2 separate regions of the Mus musculus genome follow, and region 1 is linked to region 2. Evidence: chromatin contacts called from public promoter capture Hi-C data. All regions are on one chromosome and are shown on one strand. Each heading gives the region's core, a stretch centred on a gene start, on an enhancer-like site or on the middle of the called end of the contact. The rest is flanking DNA. Distances are from core to core; before and after follow the strand shown. Region 1 holds the start of 4930417O13Rik (RIKEN cDNA 4930417O13 gene). Region 2 holds the start of Chd4 (chromodomain helicase DNA binding protein 4).

Region 1 (4,709 bases), core at 1,943-4,442, 170 kb before region 2:
ACGAGATCTGACTCCCTCTTCTGGAGTGTCTGAAGACAGCTACAGTGTACTTACATATAATAAATAAATAAATCTTTAAAAAAATAAATAAATAAACTAAGAGGCATGTCTATGGTGCGAAGTGCTTCATCAATACACGGGTGTGATGTCATTTTAATAACTCAATGACACATTTGAAAGTTCAAGAAAACCAAAATGGACCATGCCTGCAAAGAGAAGGCAAGAGGAAATCTTCAAAGTCCGGGCAAAAATAAACAAAACAGAAGCAAACAAACCAGAAACAACAAAGTCTCTATCACTCTCTGAGAAATTTCAATCAGTTTAACAAACATTTGGCTAAATTAACTTTTTAAAAATGGAGAATAAAGATGTTAATTACTAAAATTAGAGATGAAAATGGAGATAAAATGGAGGGAGCCTCAATTTGGAAAATGACTCCATAAGATCCAGCTGTAAGGGCTCGAGAGACAGCTCACCTGTTAAGAGCACTGACTTATCTTCCAGAGATCATGAGCTCAATTCCCAGCAACCACATGGTGGCTCACAACCATCTGTAATGGGATCCAATGCCCTCTTCTGATGTGTCTGAAGACAGTGACAGTTTACTCACATACATAAAATATTTTTTTTTTAAAAATCCAGCTGTAAGGCATTCATTGATTGATTGATTGATGTCCCAAGTGTTGTGCCCCCAACCAGCCCCCTCCAATTACTAATTGATGGGGAGGACCCAACCCACTGTGGGTGTTGCCGTCCCTGGGCTGATACCCCTGGACTCTGTAAGAAAGCAGGCTGAGCAAGCCAGTAAGCAGCACCTCTCCATGGGCTCTGCATCAGCTCCTGCCTCCAGGATGCTGCCCTGCCTGAGTTCCTGTCCTGCCTTCCTTCAGTGATGGACTATTATATAGAAGTCAAATAAACCCTCTCCTCCCTAAGTTACTTTTGGTCATGCTGTTCCATCACAGTAATATTAACCCAAACTAGGACTGTGATTCTAGGTTAGGAGGTGTGCACGCTGACTGTAAACAATGATAATACTTCAAAGAATCATGATGACGACATGTAAACCTTTGTTAGACTTACAACAAGTGTTGAAGTAGTTAGGGAGTTTATTCTCACTGGAGTTAGATGTCTGACTAATGGTAATATACTCTTATAATACCAGCACTTAGGAGGCTGAAGCAGGAAGATCAGGTGTTCATAGGCAGCCTAGGCTGCCCAGTAAGTTGAAACGATGTCTAAAGAGACACTGCCCTGTCACGCATCGAAACGCTTTAAGAGAAAATCAAATATACTGGATGTTAAATTTAGATGAGAGATTTAAAATATTTAAGAGACTCCAATGGACTATATTTATAGTGGAGCTTAAATTGTTCAAGCTGAGTTAATAAAATTTTAATTTTAAAAGGACAAATGGGAATGAAGCACAGTGGGAAGTTATTGAACCAACCAGGGCTATGTAGTGAGACCCTGTCTCAAACAAGAAAGAAAGAAAAGAAAGATGGGTCTGCAGAAATGGCCCAGTGTTTATCTATGCAAGGTGTTACACAGCCATCTGAGGGCTGAGTTTGAATCGCCAGCACGTACATATGTAGAGCTTCATAATAAAACAACAAAATGCGTACTTTGAACTTAAAAGGCATAAGGGACAGTAGAATGTTTACTTGATGAACAATAATCTATTCTTTGTCTACAATGTCAGTAATTACTCCCAGACCATTTTTCTCTACTCTCTAATCCCGAACTATACAAACAGCTGGGCGTGGTGGTGTGAATCTGTAGTCTCAGGGCTTGAGAGGAGGAGGAGGCAGGAGGACAAGGGTCTGGGCAGTAAGTACTAAGTCATTGGACTACACAGACAGCCCTTGTCTTAAAAAATAAAAAGGATCAGAGCTGGCAGGGGGTGGCTCACAACCATCCATAATGAGATCTGACGCCCTCTTCTGGTGCGTCTGAAGACAGCTACAGTGTACTTATGCATAATAATAAATAAATCTTTGGGCTGAAGCGAGCAGGGACTGAGCGAGCAGGATTGACCAGAGTGAGCAGAGGTCCTAAAAAAATTCAATGACCAACAACCACATAAAGGCTCACAACCATCTGTACAGCTATAGTGTACTCACATACATAAAATAAGTAAATCTTTAAAAAATAATAATAAAAAGGATCAGAAAACACACAGAAACTCACGTCATCTCTTATTCTAGTCCCTTGCCAGTCCACCACATCCTTCAGCATGGAAATGTGTTAGTCACGTCTCAGCCCCAGAAGTCTCCACACGGCCCGTCCTGAAGTTCGCACTTTCCCACTGGGAACCCTAGGAAGGGTGATATTCTGTTCCACCTGCCCGCCCCGTGCCTTGACCTCCCGGGTTCCTTTACTCTTTGCCTGGAACCCTGACTTCTCATGCTGCTCTCACGCCTGGCAGAGAAGGCAGGAGCTGGTGACTGAGTCGTTCCAGGACACATTTACCAGCCCTGCGTCCTGCGCAGCTCAGTACCTGACACCATTGCTCACATGCTCCCTAGGAGCATCAGCACCGATCCACCCACCCTCCCGGTTACAGCACAGACAGACTCATTCAAAGTCCTTGAGCAGCTCACCCCACTAACAACCAGAGAAGCAGAGGGCAAACAGACATTTATACCTCCAATGGTCCAGTATTTCTTCAGTTCTTTGCCATCTGACTGACTCTTGGATTTTTCCTTGGATTTTCACCTCAGCCTCCTCTGGCCCCGCCTTGCCTGTGTCTATCATTTACAAACCTCCCTAGGCAATAGGCTCATGAAAATGCCCATCCTGGTCTAACTTGTAGGTGAAAGAGAAGAATCAGTTATCCAGTTTTGACATGGGCAAAGCATGAATAAACAGCTCTCCAGTCAGTAAGTACAGGCAAAAGGCATGTGACAAAATGTGACGGTAGCCAGGCATGGTGTCACACACCTGAAGTGTCAGCACTTGGGCTATCCTCAGAGGTCAGCCTAGGCTACCTCAAAAACATTAGAAAAGAAAAAGAGAAAAGAAATATGACCACAGCCTGTGCCCACTAAAGGGGTCCCTGTTCCTTCAGAAGGGGCTAGCCCAAATCCTACAGGAGTGAAGGGTCAGGACATCGAGAGCTCTGTAGACCCAAACTTACACTTCTGCTCAAACTCTCCCAGGCCAGGGAGCCCTCAGAAGCGAAGGCAGTGTGGGAATAATTAGTCAGACACGCTTCCCTTTGTGTCACAGAATCTAACTCGCCATCTATGACTTCAGAGAAGTTACGTGACAACAGCAGCACACGGTGTCATAGCAACACACCTACACGTCCTGCTGCCACCTTCCTGCCCGCAGAGAAAACAGCTGCCTTCTTCAAAAGTCAACACAGCCAGGCACTGTGCCGCTCATCTGCCACCTCCAGCACTTGGGAGGGAGACACGTGGAGTCAGGCTGAGGCTAGCAGAAACTACAGGAGACCCTGTCTAAATAGAAAAATAAGTAACGTAAGCAGCGGGTAGCCTGACATCAGCTGGGTGAAGTGTCACAGTGTCACTTAGTGCTTAGGAGTAGAGACAGAATCAGGTGTTCACGGTCATTCTTAGCCACAAAATCAATTTGAGGCCATCCTGGAATACATGAGACACTGGTTTTTTTTAATTAATTAATCAACTAATTAATTAATTTAAAAAACAAAGGAACCAAGAGTGCATATCTTTAATCCCAGCACTGGGGAGGCAGAGGCAGGCAGTTCCCTGTGAGTTCAAAGTTAGCCTGGTTGACAAAGCAAGTTCACGGACAGGCAGAGCTCTCTTTCAGAGAAACCCTGTCTCAGAAACAAAACAAGAAAAAACTAGGGGAGGGGGGAATTCCACTTACCATAGCATCAGAAAGATTAAAACCTTACCAAGAAAGTCAACAAATAAATTGTAAGACTTCTACAATGAAAAGTCACAAAACATTGTTTAAAGGCATTTAGTACTAAATATATCAGAAGATTTGGTGTTCATGGGTTGGAAAACCTGATTGTGTTATTGTGATAATTCTGCCAACTCCCACCAGTGAGTCCAAGACAATGCCTATAAAAATTTCAATTGCCCCTTTTTGCAGAAATGAAACTGATCCTAAAAGTCATACGGCGATTCAAGAGGCACGGAATAGCCAAAATACTTTAGAGAGGCCAGAAAGATGGTTCAGCAATTAAAGACATTTGCCACCAAGCCTGGCTACCTGAACTGAATCCCTGGGACCTCCAACGGTGGCAGGAGAGCATCAACTTCTGTAAACTGACCTCTGACCTCCACATACGTGCCGCGACACACTCCCACCCACACCACACACAAAATGAGTGAACAAATTAGTGTAAAAACAAAACATTATTTCAGAAAAGATCAAAACCCACTAACTCATTCTTTCCAGTTTCCTTTCTCTTCTCTTCTGAGACAGGTCTCGCTATGTAGCGCAGGCTGAACTTTTACTTACAGTAATCCTCCTGCCTCTGCCACCTTACTGCTGGGATTACATAAGCATACAGTACCACTCCGAGTTTATACTTCTTGATGTCAAAACTTACTATAAAACTGTAATCAAAACTGTGAGAGCGACATAAAGATGGACATAGATTAATGGAATAAAACTGAGAGTCCAGAAATCAAGCCATAGGCCAATTGATGGTTACCAAGACCCTCCAGTGTAAGAATAGTTTTCTTCTGACTTCAGGCACTGAGACA
Region 2 (4,398 bases), core at 1,175-3,674:
AGGACTCAGCAGCAAGAATAATGGCTCTCTTAAATGACAAATTTGAAAATGATTTCTTCTGGATATCTCACCCTCCAGTTGGGGCTCAGGAAAAGGCAGAAGTGAGAGCCATGCCGTAAGGAACAAAAAACAGGACAGCCAGGCTTCACAGGGTAGTAACCAGGACAGCCGGGCTCCACGGTGTAGGAAACTACGTGGACGCAGAGAAGATACCGACCTTGCAATGAATGTGGGGGAGTCAAGCCAATAGGTGCCTTAACTAAGGGGGCTCTAAATAAGGAGACAAGAGAAAGACATCCACTTCCAAGCATGACATCAGCCATCACTTGAGGGCAGGCACTCAGGCAAGATGGTTATAATAATACGGGTTTAGCCAGTCCAGGGAGCAACCCCAAAACACAGTGCAAACCCTAACACACCCACACAAACACCTCACGCCACCAATCCAGACCAGACCCCAAGCTACCTCAGAGTGGCGGAAGCCCCTAGTAAAGATCCAAGATTATGTCCACACCAAGGGCCAATTCCCTCCCTCTGCCCTCACTAGGCTACTGCATGCTGCCTCTCCTAGCCCTCCATCCTTCTCCACTCAAAAAAATCCCAACAATCTGACTAACAAAGTTCTACAGATCTGATAAAGAGTGAGATTCAAACTTTACACTCTTGAAACAGCACAGAGAACCCGTAAGAGATCGGGACAGAAAGCAACCAACACTCTCGCTTTCTTCTCCAGGGAACAACCGCGGGATCCCAGATGCCTGGCAGGGCTCCCGCAACAGAAATCCCCACCGCACCCCACCATGTCACCACCAGAGTCGGAACCACCTGCATTCCTCCAAGAACCTGCACGAGGTAAAGCTAACCCAGAGAGCTCCCTCAACCGGGGACTGCGGAGCATTCCAGACAGCCTTGAGTGAAGCCAGCTTGCATCTGGGTCCGTGGTGCCCAAGAGGCACATGGCTTCCACCTCCCCCAGCACCCCCCAGCACACAAGAGCTCCGCAGAAAAGAACCACTCCCTTCGGATGCCCTCCACCCTGGGTTCTGCACAGGGACAAGCAGCGCGCGAACGCAGCCTCACTGGAGTCTCGAGGAAAGATCAAACATCTTCCTGCCCTGGGCCCTCCGGGAAGATGTTACCTGGATGGGGTGGGGGCAGGCTGTTGTTCAGAAGTGCGTCCATATCCTCCTCCTCACTGCCCGCTGAGCAGGGGGACGGGGAGCCCAGGCCCGACGCCATCCCCTTCCGTTCCCCGGCCAGGGAATTGGCCCAGCTGCTCCTGCCTGCGGCCTGGGGCCCTCTGCACTGGCCCGAGTCACTGTGCGGGGGAGGGGGGAGAACAGTGAGTGACGCGCAGTCCCCCTCCCCCACCCGCTCTTTCCGCCCCCCTGCCCTACCACCCTAGCCAAGCACCCGAACCACTCAGGCTGAACTTAGTTCCACACTCCTCGGGGACAGCCCGTGAGCCGGCTCCCCAGCAGGAGCCCCCAAGAAGAGGGAATGACGCCCCCGAGGGCAGGCTGGTGCATGGAGGGGAAGGAAGAAGCTAGCCTGGCCTGAGCCAGGAGTGCCTGGGGAGTGGGGTTCGAGTGGGGAGGCGCGGAGAGGGTCAGGGGAGGCGGCCGGTGCTCGGGGACACAAGGTCACTTGGGAGTGGGGGGGCGCTCCTCTGCGCCCGGGGAGGGGCCAGTCCCCAGACAGGGCAGCTCTCCAAAGGCTGTCCTCTGGGACAACTCAGGTTCTCTTCCGGAACGGCGGGGACCAGGGGGCGTGGAGGCTCGGGCGCTCCGGGGTCCCGAAGAGTCGGGACGCCGGAGGAAAGCGAGCACCCACCGGGAAGGGGGCCGGGCCACGTGTCCCGGGGGGCTAGCGAGCAAAGGGCGAGGGGCGGGCGGGCAGGCGCTCGCCCGGCATTGTGGGAGGCCGAGCCCAGGAGGGGGGGGGGGCGGGGAGCAGGACTCCCTCAGGGCAGGGCGCCGTCTGGAGGTAACCCGGCCGCCTCCGGGGAAGAAGGGTCGGCTCCCTGGAGAGGGGACGGCCCGCGGGCCCCGGGACGCCTGAAGAAGGGACAGGTGAAGGAATGACCCCCGGGACGACGTCGGGCTGAGAGAGATGTCTCTCCCGTTGCCTCGCGCGCTCCTCACCCTAGAGCCGCCTCAGGTCGCGCTGGGTCTCGCCGGTGTCACTCCCGCTCCAGCTCCTCCTCGCCGCGGCCGAAGGGGGGAAAATGGCTCCGGCTCCGGCGTCGCCTCTTAAAGGGCCCGAAACACCGGCCGGGAAATCCCACCGCACAGGCCCCGCCCCCCACGGACAGCCCATAATAACCTCAACCAACTCCAACCCCCCCCTCCACTACCGCCACCCTCCTCTTTAGGTCTCCCGGGCAACCCCCGCCCCCTCGTCGCTCAGGCAACCATTGGCCACGCCCCCGTCGAGCGCGCGCGCGCGTCACCTGGGCAACCGCCCACCTCCTGGCCATCCCATAATACACACGGACACCCCACATACACACACCCCGCCCCCCACACTCTATGCATATATGTGCCCGGGGCTACAGACATATAGTGCAGATCTTTTACAAACTAAAACCTGCTCCCCCTCCCTTAGATAACCCATAATAACCACTCTTTGCCAACTTCTTCACTCTTGGCCTTACTGCTAACATCCCATAATAACTCATTACCCCTCCCTCCCCTTGGCCATCCCATAATAAGCACCCCTCCCAGCACTTCAGCCTCATATCCCATAATATTCAACCCATCCCCCACCGACATCCCATAATAACCACCCCCAGTTTGACATCCCATGATTGTCAGAAACTCACCCACCCCATACTACAACAACGGACACTGGGCCTCCTCCCACACGGATCCCGTAATAATCAGTCTCCCACTTTCTATACTGATATCCCATAATATCCAACCCCCCCAGAGCTGCCCTCAGTCCCTGCACTAGGGTTGAGATTCTAGATGCTCACTTTACCACCCACAGCCTTCCCAGTCTCTTTCTAGCTCCATGGTCCATAAATTACCATTCCTCCTAGCAAAGAGATACTCACTAATGATCAGCAGCTCTGCTGTCACCCCACAAATGGACATCTAAATCTCCTCCACTAACACTGGGAAAATGTCCTATCATTTACTCTATCTACTCTCCCATCCCATAATTTCAAAAAGCCCACGATACCATAATTGTCCCAACACAACCCAGTGCCACATCCCATAATACTTCTGCTACACTCCATCACCGCACACAGGTCTGGCCAGACATCCCCTAATTGTCACAACCTCCCCCACCTCTAGAAGTTGTCAGGCTCTTCCAACTAGAGCAGAGAGGGTGTGGCAAACTGCTAACTGCCCTGTCCCCACTAGCACACACTTTAGTCCCTTCCTGGGCAATAGGAGCATTCTGGGCTCTCAAAGTTCAGGACCCCCAGACTTCCTAGCTCATCATTTGCAGACACTCAGGAACCAAGAGCCAACCTCGAGCCCCAACAAACCCCACCAAATCCAGGTATGTTCTAGATACTTACCTCCCTCCAGCTTTGAATGTTTGTGTAAACTCAAACAAATAATATGCTGACTAGATGAAACACTTGCATAAAACTTCATGATGAAAAACTTTAACTCACCCAGAACATCCCATAACAATTACAAACCCCCATCCCAAAACTATTTCTCAACATTCCAGAAGTCCTCTACACTGCCACCTTCAAGTCCAGGCAGCCTCCGTGGACAGATAGCCTATCACCACCATGGACTGAGAGTCCTCTACCATGCCTTGCTCTGTACTCACCATCACTAAAGTTCATTCGACATACCCTTGACAGAGTACTAACAAGGTAAAGAGCTAGCTACTTACCGACCGAGAACGAGGATACCAACACACAGGTGCCTTCCTTCAAGAAACAGTCACAGCTGGGAACATTATCACATGCCAATAACCTCAGCACTCAGAGAACACACGAGATGATCAAGGGATCAAGGCCATTCTCTGCTACTCAGTGAATTCAAGGTCAGCCTAGGCTACAGTAAAAACAAGTCTCGGATAATTATAATTTATTTATTTATTACCAGCACCGTGCTCTAACCAACTGGGCTAATGGGGCACCCATGAATAAATATTAAATGTATAATGAAGAAACATTAAACAACCAAAGAGACCATGCATGATACAATATAAAAATATCTAGTAATTCTTGCTCTCTAACTCTCTTCCTGCTGTCCCTTCCCTCCTATCCCCATCATCACCTGCTCTCCATGTTCATGATGGCCAGCCTCTCTCCAGTCCTCTACTTCTCTCTCTCTCTCTCTCACTCTCCTCCCTCCTCAACTCCCCTCCCCATGCCCTAAATAAACTATTCCATACTAGAAAAACGAAAGAGAGAAAGAGAGAGAG

What was found. Capture Hi-C pulls out chosen DNA fragments and counts their contacts.
Region 1: a contact with region 2 is called in a promoter capture Hi-C map of adipose tissue. The contact joins the promoter of 4930417O13Rik here to the promoter of Chd4 in region 2. A contact is called at or near these places in 3 of 39 promoter capture datasets (the C10 cell line, neural stem cells and stem cell-derived epiblast-like cells), 1 of 15 datasets of contacts at CTCF or cohesin (embryonic stem cells), 27 of 484 Hi-C or Micro-C datasets (CD8 T cells, the HL-1 cell line, the N1E-115 cell line and 9 more), 17 of 115 datasets of contacts at active chromatin or transcription factors (the 230-238 cell line, acute myeloid leukemia, astrocytes and 12 more) and 3 of 9 other capture datasets (adipose tissue, embryonic stem cells and liver).

Annotation. Positions count from the first base shown.
Region 1 is chr6:125,264,008-125,268,716 of GRCm38.p6, reverse strand. It overlaps 4930417O13Rik (RIKEN cDNA 4930417O13 gene), which reads right to left and starts at 3,192. Exons shown (of 4, transcript NR_015527.1): 1 at 2,648-3,192; 2 at 2,191-2,317.
Region 2 is chr6:125,094,007-125,098,404 of GRCm38.p6, reverse strand. Chd4 (chromodomain helicase DNA binding protein 4) reads right to left here and starts at 2,424. Exons shown (of 39, transcript NM_001346610.1): 1 at 2,145-2,424; 2 at 1,140-1,318. The coding sequence starts at 1,239. Mir7045 (microRNA 7045) reads right to left here and starts at 1,381; the gene lies at 1,319-1,381.